3 separate regions of the Mus musculus genome follow, and all the other regions are linked to region 1. A link is a contact called in public HiChIP or PLAC-seq data. All regions are on one chromosome and are shown on one strand. Each heading gives the region's core, a stretch centred on a gene start, on an enhancer-like site or on the middle of the called end of the contact. The rest is flanking DNA. Distances are from core to core; before and after follow the strand shown. Region 1 holds the start of Fli1 (Friend leukemia integration 1). Region 2 has its middle 73 kb from the start of Gm27166. Region 3 overlaps Gm27166 (a long non-coding RNA gene).

What was found. HiChIP or PLAC-seq counts read pairs in DNA pulled down with a chosen protein or histone mark.
Region 2: a contact with region 1 is called in an H3K4me3 HiChIP or PLAC-seq map of embryonic limb bud, with 7 times the contacts expected there. The contact joins the enhancer-like site here to the promoter of Fli1 in region 1. A contact is called at or near these places in 12 of 39 promoter capture datasets (the 3T3-L1 cell line, the C10 cell line, cranial neural crest and 7 more), 1 of 15 datasets of contacts at CTCF or cohesin (large pre-B cells), 1 of 484 Hi-C or Micro-C datasets (embryonic stem cells), 22 of 115 datasets of contacts at active chromatin or transcription factors (the SCID.adh cell line, T-cell acute lymphoblastic leukemia, bone marrow-derived macrophages and 15 more) and 2 of 9 other capture datasets (adipose tissue and liver).
Region 3: an H3K4me3 HiChIP or PLAC-seq map of embryonic limb bud shows a contact between it and region 1, with 4 times the contacts expected there. The contact joins the enhancer-like site here to the promoter of Fli1 in region 1. A contact is called at or near these places in 11 of 39 promoter capture datasets (the 3T3-L1 cell line, 3T3-L1-derived adipocytes, cranial neural crest and 6 more), 1 of 484 Hi-C or Micro-C datasets (regulatory T cells), 15 of 115 datasets of contacts at active chromatin or transcription factors (DN3 thymocytes, T-cell acute lymphoblastic leukemia, acute myeloid leukemia and 12 more) and 2 of 9 other capture datasets (adipose tissue and embryonic stem cells).

What each region holds. Positions count from the first base shown.
Region 1 is chr9:32,539,473-32,543,624 of GRCm38.p6, forward strand. Fli1 (Friend leukemia integration 1) reads right to left here and starts at 1,980. Exons shown (of 9, transcript NM_008026.5): 1 at 1,719-1,980. The coding sequence starts at 1,736.
Region 2 is chr9:33,102,834-33,106,985 of GRCm38.p6, forward strand. No RefSeq gene overlaps it. Among named protein-coding and RNA genes, the nearest start is that of Gm27166, 73 kb to the left of the region's middle. Within about 2 kb of position 1,883, at least 11 of the 459 cell types and tissues checked have an H3K27ac peak or open chromatin away from gene starts, as enhancers often do. A contact at or near this core is called in craniofacial prominence, embryonic limb bud and second pharyngeal arch cranial neural crest, where this site is marked.
Region 3 is chr9:33,067,636-33,071,787 of GRCm38.p6, forward strand. All of the region lies in intron 1 of Gm27166 (a long non-coding RNA gene), which reads left to right. Among named protein-coding and RNA genes, the nearest start is that of Gm27166, 38 kb to the left of the region's middle. Within about 2 kb of position 2,411, at least 1 of the 459 cell types and tissues checked has an H3K27ac peak or open chromatin away from gene starts, as enhancers often do.

The sequences.
Region 1 (4,152 bases), core at 730-3,229:
ATTAAGCCTCTGGAGCCACATTACCACCCTTTAGGACCTAGGGGAGTTTGGGGGGGGGGGTTGTGAGTAGATAGTGTTCTGAATGGGGGTGTGAAGATTTTCGAAGGACCATCTGGTTACTGAACCTGAGGGATGTAGGCACTTGCAGGAACATACCAACAGGAAGCAGAGAAGCAGGGCCCAGGGACCTGCACTGTCAGGTCTCCAGAGCACACCCCTTAGGAACACTCTCAAGTCAGGTTTGAAAAACCTGTGGCTAGGTGGTTGTGTTAAAACCCCATTACAATCGGCTATCTCATCTGTCTTTGAGTTCCTTCAGTTGGTGCCTTTTACCTAAGTCAGCATGTTTCAGAGAAGGAGGGAGGGAGAGAGAAGGAGGGAGGGAGGGAGGGAGGGAGGGAGGGAGAGAGAGAGAGAGAGAGAGAGAGAGAGAGAGAGAGAGAGAGAGAGAAGAGACTCTTAGAAAATAAAAACACTCTGACCCCACCCAGAAGATAAAAATCTGTTAAATTCTCTAAAGCCAACAACACCTTCACCTCCTCTTCATCAAGCCATGAGAGGGAAGTGGATTCCTCTGGGTTCTGGAGAATGGCGGCTCTGCCAGTCCCCACCTCACCAGCCTGATAGTTTTTCCAGAGCAATTCCTGCTTGATATGCAGCCTTGAAGCTAACGTCTGCTCTCATTCATTCTCCTAAGTCCTCTTAGGCTAGTCACGTTAGGGGGTGTCCCTCGTCTCTGCTCCTGGCCCTACTTCCCCCTTTCGGAGGGAGCACTCGGCCTTTCTGAAGCGTGACAGGGAACCCAGACTCACAGGTCTGCTGGTCTGCACTTTGCAACCTAGACCCAAGCTGGGCCGGCGCGGGTGGCGGGTGGGGGTGGGGGTGCAATCGGCAAGCCCCAGGCCATAGACTCTGAACCAGCCACCGCAGGGGGACAGCTGTTGAAGGAGTTTAATTCTTACTGAGAGGACAGCTCCTGGATCCCTTGCTCTAAAGCAGGCGCACGCACAGTGTGCGGGATCTGAGGCACTGAGGAGCCGGAGAGCAAGGAGATTCCTAACCCGAGGAACTGCGAGGCGGGCCCGTTAGCTCCAGGCAGCCGGCGTCCGCAACTGCCGGGCAGCAGCAGTGAGAAGGGGGGAAGAGAAACCGGTCTGGCTGACAAGTAAACAGGGTCTTCCATCTGGACCCGCCGGCTCAGCCGGATCCTCAGACACCCTCCCTTGCACCCCTTGCCCTCCCGCAACTACTCCTCCAACTCGCTCGGAGGGTCGGGGGACCCCAGCCAGAGGCGAACGCTGCTCCTGCCCGCGCAGATCTCGGCCTCTGGCGTGAGGAAGCTGGCCGCCAGACTAGTGCCTGGCGCCGGGGCCAGGTCGTCTGGGTGCCGGGTGGGAACCGACCCGGCGATCTCCCGCCCGAGACTCTGCTCCGCGCCCCGGGTCCCCAGGTTTCAGCTGCCGGGTCTCGCAGCCCCTTCGGGCGGCACAGTGGGAGCCTGCGGGATTCCACAGTGGCGCAAGGAGTGAGGGGTAGATCGCCCTGGGCGGGAAGGCTGGCCGGCCTCCTCGGAATGGGGGACTCGCCACCCGGAGGAGACCGCGCGAAGCCGGGGCGCGGAAGGAAGGGAGAGCGGCCACGTCTTCCGGGACCCCGGCGCCCAGCCCTCCCGCCGCCCCGGTCGGCCCTCTCCCCGCGCCCACTGCCCAGCCGCTTACCTTAATAGTCCCGTCCATTTGGCCAAGTCTGCAGCCGAGCCCCCCAATATTCCACACATTGACCCGGTTACAGCCTGACCTCGTAGCCCCTTCAGATTAGCCCGGCGCGGCCTCTTTGGCGCCCTGGGCCCTCTCTGAGTGCCCCCTGCGAGCGCCCTGCCCTCGCTCCCCTGTGCACGTTTGTTGTTGTAGCGGATCGAAAAAGAGACAGTTAACCGGATGAAACTTTTTTTCAGCTAATTTTGGGAAGTGACTTCACTTTGCGATCGGGGAGGAAGTCCTATCTCTCTCTCTCTCTCTCTCTCTCTCTCTCTCTCTCTCTCTCTCTCTCTCTCTCTCATCTCGCCCTCTCCACTCTCTGCTCTCTCTTGTCTTCCCTCCCCCACACCCCCTCGTCCTCTCCTCGCCCTGCTTTTCGCATCACTCGCTATATAAATATACGCGGGATGCCCAGTTACATTCATGCACTGCGCACACAGGATACTTGCTCCTGGGAGATAAGAGCTGGCCAGGAACAATGACGGGGTCCACGCCCAGTATCCGCTCCCTGATTCCTGAAGTCTGCAACTCCCCCATCACCTTCCCCCCAAATCCAAAGCCAAACGCCTCTGGCCTCTTTCCTTTCCCTTGGGCCTTTGGCCGAAGGTGGCCCTCCTGACTCATTCACTTTCCGTTTCTTCCCACAGATACATTCATTAATGCTTTTTCCAGCCGGAGTCAAACTTTTTTGGGGATGGGAGGAAGACGGCGGAAGAGTTTGTTAGAACAGGGGATAACCTGGCGATGCTGACCGCCAGGGGAGATTCGGATGCAGATCAAGGCAAACCTACTATTTTTAAAAAGGAAGGAAGGAAGGAAGGAAGGAAGGAAGGAAGGAAGGAAGGAAGGAAGAAAGAAAGAAAGAAAGAAAGAAAGAAAGAAAGAAAGAAAGAAAGAAAGAAAGAAAGAGAGGAGCCGAAGAGAGTTTTTGCATCTAAGCGCTGGTCTCCGGATAGGCTCAAAGCGAATTCTGGGTCCCGCGGACCTGACCTGTCAAGGGCTCAATACCTCAAGCTTTGTTAGCAGAGAGATGCCCATGCTTTGGCGCGCCTCGACTCCGGGCTCCACAGCCCGCTAAGGAGGTAGACCAGCCACAACCTAGGCTTTTTGAGTTAAATTCTCTCACCTATCAGGACCCGACGGCCCAAGTTCTTCAATACCATCGCAGCCCCCAAGGAACTGACACCAGGGCGAGCTTGCCCTCCACACTACGCAGCAGGACCCAGGAGCGCGGCGAGCCGCGGCTCAGCAGAGACCCCACCTTGGATGAGAACGGGCAGTCTAAGGGTCCAAGCTAGGGACTGTCATTCCCAACCAGCGGCGTGGCCCGCTTTACCGGCTCGGTTCTTTCTGCTATCCCCCGCGCCTCCCCTGCTGGACCCAGGAGCTCTCTTGTTAAGGCTTCTCTGGGGTATCGGCGCTGGCGGCCTGACTCCCATCTCCCAGACTTTGAAAACAGGTTACCTTTTTCCACGCTCTTCAGACCACGCTGTGGACTTTCTCACTATTATTTAAGAGTCCTCCCGGGAAAAGAGGGGAAAAATTCCAGAGCAGATCCGAATAAATTGGAAAGGAAAAAAAAATCAAGAGGGTGTCCACGGCGGCAAGAAGGTGACTTATTAATTCTTTATTTCTTCAGGAGCAATTGCGCTCGCTCGCTCGCCTCCCTCCCTCCCCCCTTCCCCCTCTCCAAATTAGTCTCATCAATTCAGCTCCAATTTGGGGTTCGAATACAGACACGGGTCTGAACGTGACCAGACCTGGAGTGGCGGTGCAGCCTGCCAGCAATTGAGACTCGGTTTACTGTGGGGGGTGGGGTGGGGGCCGGGCCCACTCCCCCTCCTCCTGTCTGCTTCTCAATCCAGGGGTCTGCTCCGGGGCTCCCCTGGGACCGCCACATCTGGTTACCGCTAGCGGGGTCAGTCCCCCCCCTTTGCCTGGGGCCACCAGTTCTGGAGTTCAATTAAAAGAAATCAGGCTTAACCCTTTCCTGCCTGCGGCCGGGCTGCCCGCCCTCTTGCTCTTCCCTTCAGCGTTTCCACATGCTTTCCAGAGAGGAAAGAGGTTAAAGGGAAAGAAGAATGAATTACATCCTTTCAAACCCCAAATTGTTTCCTTTTCAGCCCAGACATTCAAACGACAACGTAGCTTTCAGGAGGGTGCACCCAGGCTATACTGAGCCTCTTTCTGTCCGAAAGGAGTGTTTACGTCTCCCCGCAGAGGGTCTCCTTCCAGGCACTGGACAGTTACAAAGGCCACAAAATAGCCAATCCACATTTAATCACCACGCCCCCCGCCCCGCCCCGCCCTGCCCCAAGGGCCAAGTGGCAGACAATCACCAGGTTTTCCTTTCGGCTTCTGCTGATCTGGCAAACGACAGTCACGTCCATTGCTG
Region 2 (4,152 bases), core at 633-3,132, 560 kb after region 1:
CTCCTCCTTTGGATTATCCATTAGCTTATGTACAATCGGAGAAGCAGAATCTCTACTTATGAAGGTATTTTTCACAAAGCATATGATAGCTTCTTGCCATCTGGAAGCAATGGGGTATTATCTCTTAATATGGAAAAAAGTAGACATTAGCCTAGCATTTAGACGTGAATTACAGAGAATTAATATAAACTGGTTTTCATTAAGTCATTAAGCATATTGTCTGCCTTAATGCACACAGCAACCTTATTACACAGATGCTGTTTAAAAATAAAAAAACTAAAACGGGAAGGGGATAAAGATTTTAGAAAAAGTAGCTTCCCAAAGTCATTAAGCTAGGCTTTTTATTCAGATCCAGCCTGCTCCATCAGTGGATGATGTCCAAGCAAAGGACAGGAATGGAGAGACGTTTGGGGAGCATTGGAAAATGGCAAGATAAGCTGTGAAGCTGAAGCCCTTTGGGACAGAGCGTCTGCCAATCAGGCTTGGACAGTGAGACTTGATGGAAAGAAGAGAGCTCCCAAATCCACAATTTGGCTTGCAGGTTCTTTCGTTGGCTACAGCAGTACTAGCTCTACGGAGTAATCCCATGCTAGTTTATGGGTGTACAAACAGGGGCTTTGCAGAGTCCAGAAGCAAAGTGATTTGTAAACCTTGTTTCTATTTTTAATCATTTAGGATCTAGCCCAAGACCTTTTTGTGTTTATAAACCTTTTCTACACTCTTATTTCCTTCCCCTTTTCATTTTGTTTGAGATCGAGTCTCCCTTATGTAGCCTAGGCTGGTCTTGAATTCATATTCTCTCTGATGTTAGCTCCTATCTGTTGAGATTACAGTGTAGGTGCCAACTTTGATCTATATTCTGATTTCTACTGAGCTTATTTCATTACTCTGTACATGGGTGTTGCTCTTAATAGGTCTCCTATTGTGGGACTTCAATTCTTATTCATTTGTCCTCTTTATACAACACAGTTATAGCAACATATATTTACACAGCTTACAAATTACCAATCTTCTACATTTTAATGTAAAACTCCTTTAATATTAGCTATATTATTAATCATATTAATGTTAATTTAATGACATTTATGTATTTGTATTGTTAATGCTGTTGGTGTGTGTTATTCCATTATGCTAGGGTAAGGCTTCTTTTATTAGTTTCCCCTTCAGCATTGTCACAGGCTGTTTGTGTCAACGTTGAAAGTGGGTATTAATATTTCTCAGCACTAATTGGAAGGGTAAACATTTGGTGCCACAATAATGTTTTTAAATTGGTATTGCATTGTCTCAGAACATCACAAAGAAACATTCAAACAAATGAGTTTTTACTCCCTCCTGCAATCCTACTGGTCAGAGAAGTATTCCCTCAAATTATCATTGAGGCACACAACACACTCCCTCCTTAGACTGATGTCCCACACCATTCTTTATTGCCCTGGAGTGAGCTTCTGATTTAGAAATCCTAAACAGATAGCAAGTGCATGTTACAGTAGAAAAGATGCACATTTTTCTGAGCTTTTTGAGTTTGAGAATGGAAGAAAGGAGTTTACTCCTTTAAAAGCCCAGACATTCTATTTGGTTCTTCATTTTTTCTTTCACTCCCACCCGTCTTAGTCATTTTGTTTGCCAACTAACCTAGGCATCAAGGGTTTTTTTTTGGGGGGGGGGGTATGGAGGGGATAAACCAGAGCTGTACAGACAATATATAATACCCCCACGAGGGTGTCCGAATCTGGCAGCCTTCAATAGGTTAATTTTTCAAAGTGGTAAGCTGATATTTCTGTATAAAATGCACATCTGCAGGGGGAGTGGTATTAAGTGTTGGTGAATTATGGCCTCAGCCTAGGGGTCACTTGAGCCTCGGTGCTACAAGCACCTTAATGCTTTCTTGAACGAAGGCTCTGCTAATTGCTTCCATATGACTCTTTCTAGTGTGGAGGCCCCTCCTCCCGGCTCCCATCACTGTCCCCAACCCCCCACCCACTTCTTAATGTAGCTGTGGCACTCACAGGAATAATGAGCTATGAAATTGTACCACACTGATTAGAAGTGGGGCTTACAAAAGAACCTGCCATTTTTTCCCCTGGATATTCTTTGACTCTTTAGTTCAGACAGCTTTGGGGGTCAAGTCCCAGAAGGCCAGGTCTTCCCCTCTGCTCCCTTCTCCTCCATTCCTTTACACCACTGGGAGTGCACATTTATGCTGTGAATGGGCAGGCAGACCATTAATTAGTTTGCCTGCTAAGCTGTTGTTGGAAGGCCGAGCTGGGGACATTTTACAGGGTATGTTGGCATGTTGATGGAGAGGGAGGCAAGAAAGGGAGTTATAAGCATATCACACTGTGCCCTTGGAAGGATATCTTGTTTGGGAAGCCACTCTAGACAGGAATCTTCTGAGGTTTACTGTACCCAGCAGCTGAGGAATACAAGGACTGACTCTGGCTGGCTTCTGGGAGGTTAACTTAGAAACTGTTTTGTATTTGACTTGTCAGCAGAGAAAATGGAAGCAGGGAATTGTATGAATTAGATATCATTGCACACCAGATACAGCCATAAGCACCATTCCCTCTCTTGGTGTGAACATGCTCCCTTGCAAAGAGGAAGAAAGGGCTCATCCATCCATTTGGTGGCTTGAGATTACTACTGTTATACAGATGGGCCACTTAGTACAAACGTGTACACATGTAGTAAAATATCTCTGCTAGCCTGCTGTGAAAATAAAATACAACCTCCATGAAGCAGCAAAGGGTGTAGCATCTATTTAACATTCAGAGAATGAGTTATCAGTGGTTGCGGTTCCTATCACTTGTATCTGCGCATACACTTTCATTTCCCAGTGTCACATACTCCTTGACACCCAGCTGTGTCTGGAGCTGCCATTCCCAGCCTTCACTAATTCCAGGCGCCAATTCTTCCTCCCAAAATTGTTCAGATTGAAGTGACATCATGCCCTCTTGAATTCTTCTAAGGCTACCTGTCCTGTTCTTTTGGCAATAAAACACACTGCCCTCTGCCTTTAATTAGATGGCTGATCTGGCATTTGTATTCTGCAGCTGTTTAATTTACCCCATGTTTATGGCTCCTTCTCCTTCAGCTAAATTATTGTAATCCCTGTAGGGCAGTGGTCTCATGGTTCATGTATTTTCTTGTATATTCTGCTTAACACTATGCCGGTACAGTTTCACTAAGGAATTTTGAGAATAACATTAAATAAATAAACAATAAAGAATACAAAAAAAACCTTTTCAAATATTTTAGTGATATTTACTTTTATTCAATACATCAATGGTCTAGTCTACTGTGTACCTGTCTGGGCAGAGCTGCCTGTGTCTAGAACCCATTGCTGCTTTTGCTGGAATTGTAACATGATCCAGAGTTTGGTAATGCAATTCTTTTATTAAATAATCAAATGAAGAAACCAAAGAAATAGGAGAGCTCTAGCAAATGAAACAGTTTCAAAAATTAGTGATTTCAGATTAAATTTTACTGTTTAACAATCAACTCTCCCACAAATGTATTGCACTGTATCAGACTTGTGAGCTTATATTTACCCAGCACATACTCATGCTGAATGTTTGTTCTGAATGTTCATTCAGATATATTATTCAAAATATCAACACACTACCTTGAGGGGAAAAATATGCTTAGATAAACTTAAAACCAGTCTCAGATAAATAATGATACAGTTTACAGTCTCACAAAATTGAGAGGAACCTAACCCAAAATGAAGTGCATGGAGAAAAATAATAAAGAAAAACAAAAGCGACTTTGAATCTCCATCTCACGCTAATTAAAATGGAAAAAATCAACAACAAATAAAGGACAAGAAATGCTGATGGAAAGGCAAGGAAACTAGTGAATCCACTGTTCCCTGTTGGTGGGATTGCCAACTGGCCTAACTACTCTTGTTACCAACATGGAGGAGAGAGAGAGAATGAGAGAGAGAGAGAGAGAGAGAGAGAGAGAGAGAGAGAGAGAGAGAGAGAGAGAGAGGAAGGAGAAGGAGAAGAATATGAAGAAGAAGAAGAGGAGGAGGAGGAGGAGGAAGGAAGGAAGGAAAGAAGGAAGGAAGGAAGGAAGGAAGGAAGGAAGGAAGGAAGGAAGAAGAGAAAGAAAAATCCTAAAAATAAATCTACATGAAACAGCTATAGGACT
Region 3 (4,152 bases), core at 1,161-3,660, 530 kb after region 1:
ATGTGATTTATGAGCCCAGTGACACTAAGGTCAGAACACAGATTGTTCTGCAAGCACTCCAAAGGCCCTACATGGGCCCAGAGATCAAGTTTACAGAGAGAGCTCACAGGACATGGGACTGAGTTTGCAACAAGCAACATTTGATGACACAGAAAGTCACTAGACAGTTCAATCGGTCATTATTTTCTTCCTGCCCTTTGACCCAGACCTAAATCTACAGAGACAGAAGATGAGGGCCTCACACCCTTAGATGGACATGGATGAAGGGGGTCTAACCTGGGCAATCCACTGAGATTTTTATAGCCCTGCTATTGTCTATGGTTATGTTTGCCTAAGCTATGTGCAGAACACAACAGGATTCTTGTGGAATTTAGGTTTGGAAATGGTCAATTGTGGAAATCCCCTCAATTACTTAGAATTTAGAGAAATGTCTATACACTGGGCACTAGGGTAGAGGCTGAGTTAAAGAAGAGGGAGATGCTTGGCATGTGGTGATGAATAATTAAAATAATCTTGGATTAAATTTTACTTATTCTTTGACCTTGTTTAGCTTCATGGAGGACAAATGTGACCTTCAAACCAAGGTGATGTGCTTTATTACGCAGGAACATAGTAATATAATGCACAAATGTGCATACATTTCTGCTTGAGATTTTTTTGTTGTTCTCTAGTCCAAAAGAAGTTGTGTGATAGACTTTTCTAGAGTTGGCTTTAAAAGAACCAATGCCTAGGAGCTACCTACAGTGATCACAGGGACACAGCTAAATTCTTGAAGCTTCTAATGTGTTTCTAAAGCATAGCCAGGGATGAGTCAACTGTTTGATAAGGCAAAGTCAAATATGACATAGAGAAGAGCTTATTACCAAATGCCTGAGGCAGCTTTGAATAGCTTTGATCCTGCTGGCCATGTACACACCAACAGTTTATGCCCTATAAACTAACTCAGCAGTTAACAGTTGTCTTTACAGGCATCTTCAAGATCCATATTGAGTCTATTTCTTTAAAAAAAAAAAAACCTCTCTAGCAGAAGTCTTGCCCTTCCTCCCTTCCTCCCTTCCTCCCTTCCTCCCTTCCTCCCTTCCTCCCTTCCTCCCTTCCTCCCTTCCTCCCTTCCTCCCTTCCTCCCTTCCTCCCTTCCTCCCTTCCTCCCTTCCTCCCTCCCTCCCTCCTTCCCTCCCTCCCTCCCTCTCTCCCTCCCTTCCTTCCTTCCTTTCTTTCTTGTGTGTGTGCATGCAGGCATGTGTGAGTGTGGGTACATATGTATGTAACATGTACACATACATATGTAGCACATGTATAGAAGTCAAAGACTGATGTTGGGTGTCTCCTTCCCTTGATCTCCACTTTGTATTTTGAGGCAGTGTCTCTGAACTGAGCCTGAGCTTGCCCATTAACTAGTCGGTTGTGCTGGCTGGTTTTACTTCACCATGATACAGGCTAGAGTCATCTGACTGGAGGGAACTTTGATTTCAAAAATGTCTCCAAAACATCTAGCTGTGGGCAAGCATGGCAAGCATTTTATTAATTAGTGATTGATGGGGAGGGGACCAGTCTACTGTGGCTGTTGCCACTCATGGTCCTGGGTTCTATAAGAAAAGAGACTGAGCAAACCAGAGAAAGCAAGCCAATAAGAAGCACCACTCCATGGCCTCTCCATTAGCTCTTGCTTCCAAGTTTCTTGCATGATGGAGTTCCTGCCCTGACTTCCTTGGATGATAAATAGTGATTTGGAAGTGTGAGCCAAGCCAACCCATTCCTTCCCAAGTTGCTTTAGTTAGGGTGTTTCATACAGCAATAGCAGCTCTACCTAGGACATCTACCTAAACTTGGATCCCCTCTTGTGTGCTGGGATTACACAACCAACATTTCTGTGAGTATCAGGGATGTGAACCCACATTCTTGTGCTTGAGCAGTAATCTACTGAGTCATCTCTCCAGCCATAAAGTCTCAGCCTTCCTTTTGCCCCCTGCTTCTCTGGACTACTGGATTAGGCTTGGGAATCCAACCTTGATCTCTTTAACCTAAGCAGTACATTCAAGTGTATACTCACTACGTGAGAGTCGAAGTTCCATGAACACAAACACAAAGCAAGCAGAAAGGAAGAGAAGCAGACCAGGAAGGGCCTTTTGCAACATGTTCCTCTTAAGCTTGCTCTGCCCCAAATTCAAACCCAGGCTTGCCTAATTCCTGTTATGCCCACCTCAATGTCCCTCAACTCTTGGACATTTGGAGGCCTTTAGGACAAAGCAGCTGGCTACTCCATGGCTCACATCCCTTTGTTTCTGTCATCCTTGTTCTAAAGTGCCCACTAGCCTTAACTCCAGGTACTGAAAAAAGTATGACATTTATGATACTTTTAACCACTCTCCTCCCCCTTCAGCAATGCCCCTCTTCTGACTCTGAAAAATCAACTCCCTTGACAAATGTCAGTAAACTGACCTTCCTAGTAACCTGGATTAGGGGATCGACAACTAAATGTAAAACCGTGATTAGCCAAGGGCATTTGAAGGAGAATCAGGTGTTCCTATCTTCCTCTCCCAGCGCCAAGGCCTAGCTCTCTATTTACAGAGCACAATGTTGCTGTGATAGCCTAATTGATTTATAATGTTTTTCTCCATATTGTAGCATGTGTGCAATTAGTTCTTGAAAAGGAAACACAGCTCAGCTCAGTTGCCGCATCTGCTTCTAGTCAGGGACTTACAATTTCATGCCCTGTTTTCCAGATGGCTTGATTAACATGCAAGGAAACCTAGTGGCTTGGCCAGGGCTGCAGATGAAACCAAGTAATCTCAGGTATAATTAGACCTGGGAGAAATATTCCTGATGGGAAGAAATCTCAGCAAAATCTCAAGATAAATAAAGTACACTGGGGAAGAGGGTGGGAAGGTGGAGACACATGGAGTGTGTGTTTTAGTTTTGTTGTTGTTTTTGTCTTTGTTGTTATTCATACATTAATGCATTAGTTTATCCACGGAGCATGTAATCATTGAAAGCTTAGTAGATCACAGTTTCTCATTGATTTTACAGTGGTTAATCAAGTAGTGTTTTATTTTTTTATGGAGTCCATGGTTTGTATATGGACTTTGTAACTTTGTAGTCATAGTGAAGAAAATATGAATGCACAACAAGTGTCATGGTCTGAGAGGTACCCATGTTCTGAGTCAGAGACTTCTCTGGGGACTTCCAATAGAGAAGAGATTAGCTTCAAATGGGTACCAGCACTTTACACCAAGTGAGCAACAGATTAGAGAAAAGGTCTTGTTGAATTCCAGGAATATTAGGAAGGCCACTGTAGCTGCTCTAGGAGGAGTGGGAAAGTTTTATAGAATGAGAAGGAAACCTCAAGAAAGAAGTTAAACAAAATAGAGGATTCCCATTTCCTCTTAAGCCTTAAATATTTCTTTCACGGAATAGAAGCAAAGCAAACCTTGGATATCTAAATGAGTGGTGGTTGTGGGCAGCATGTGGATATCAACAATGGAAATGCAATGGATGGTTTAAAGAGATGTCAAGAGAGCAAGAGTAGGTGAAGTTTGGTGGTGTGTTGCAAGCAGATGATAACGTTGATCTATAATTTTTCTCAAGTAATAGAAAATACCATGCCCTGAACTGAAACGGGGCAACCTGAGAAATATTAGTTTATCATAAAGATGGAATTTCATATAAAAAGCAAAGTCAGTAATTTTGAAAGAAAGAATAGTTTGAAAGGAGGAGGAGGCTCAAGACTGAGGCTTCAGGTGTTCCAACTGCAGATGTCAAACTCGAAGAGTTCTCATAAGGAAGTGTGTCTGAAGGATATGCTATCCAATAGGCTAACAGGAAAAAGTATATACTAGACACCATAGAAATTGTATGTGAATTGGAATTAGGAGCATGGAGGGCATTCATAACCTACAAAGGAAGCGTTTCAATATTGTATTTTATGCTACATGGCATATTTACAAAAACTACAAACATAATAGCAGACTCATTCCAGAGAAGGTATCTGATAAACACAAATACACACACTTCTGTTTTCCTACATGAATGTTGAAGGGCACATCTGGACAGCTGAATGGTTCACCCAGAGCAGATTTTTCTCTATGTTCATTTTCTATTTCTTTTTGCATTAATAGACAGTCATATAAAGTGGGGATAAAGATACTTCACTTG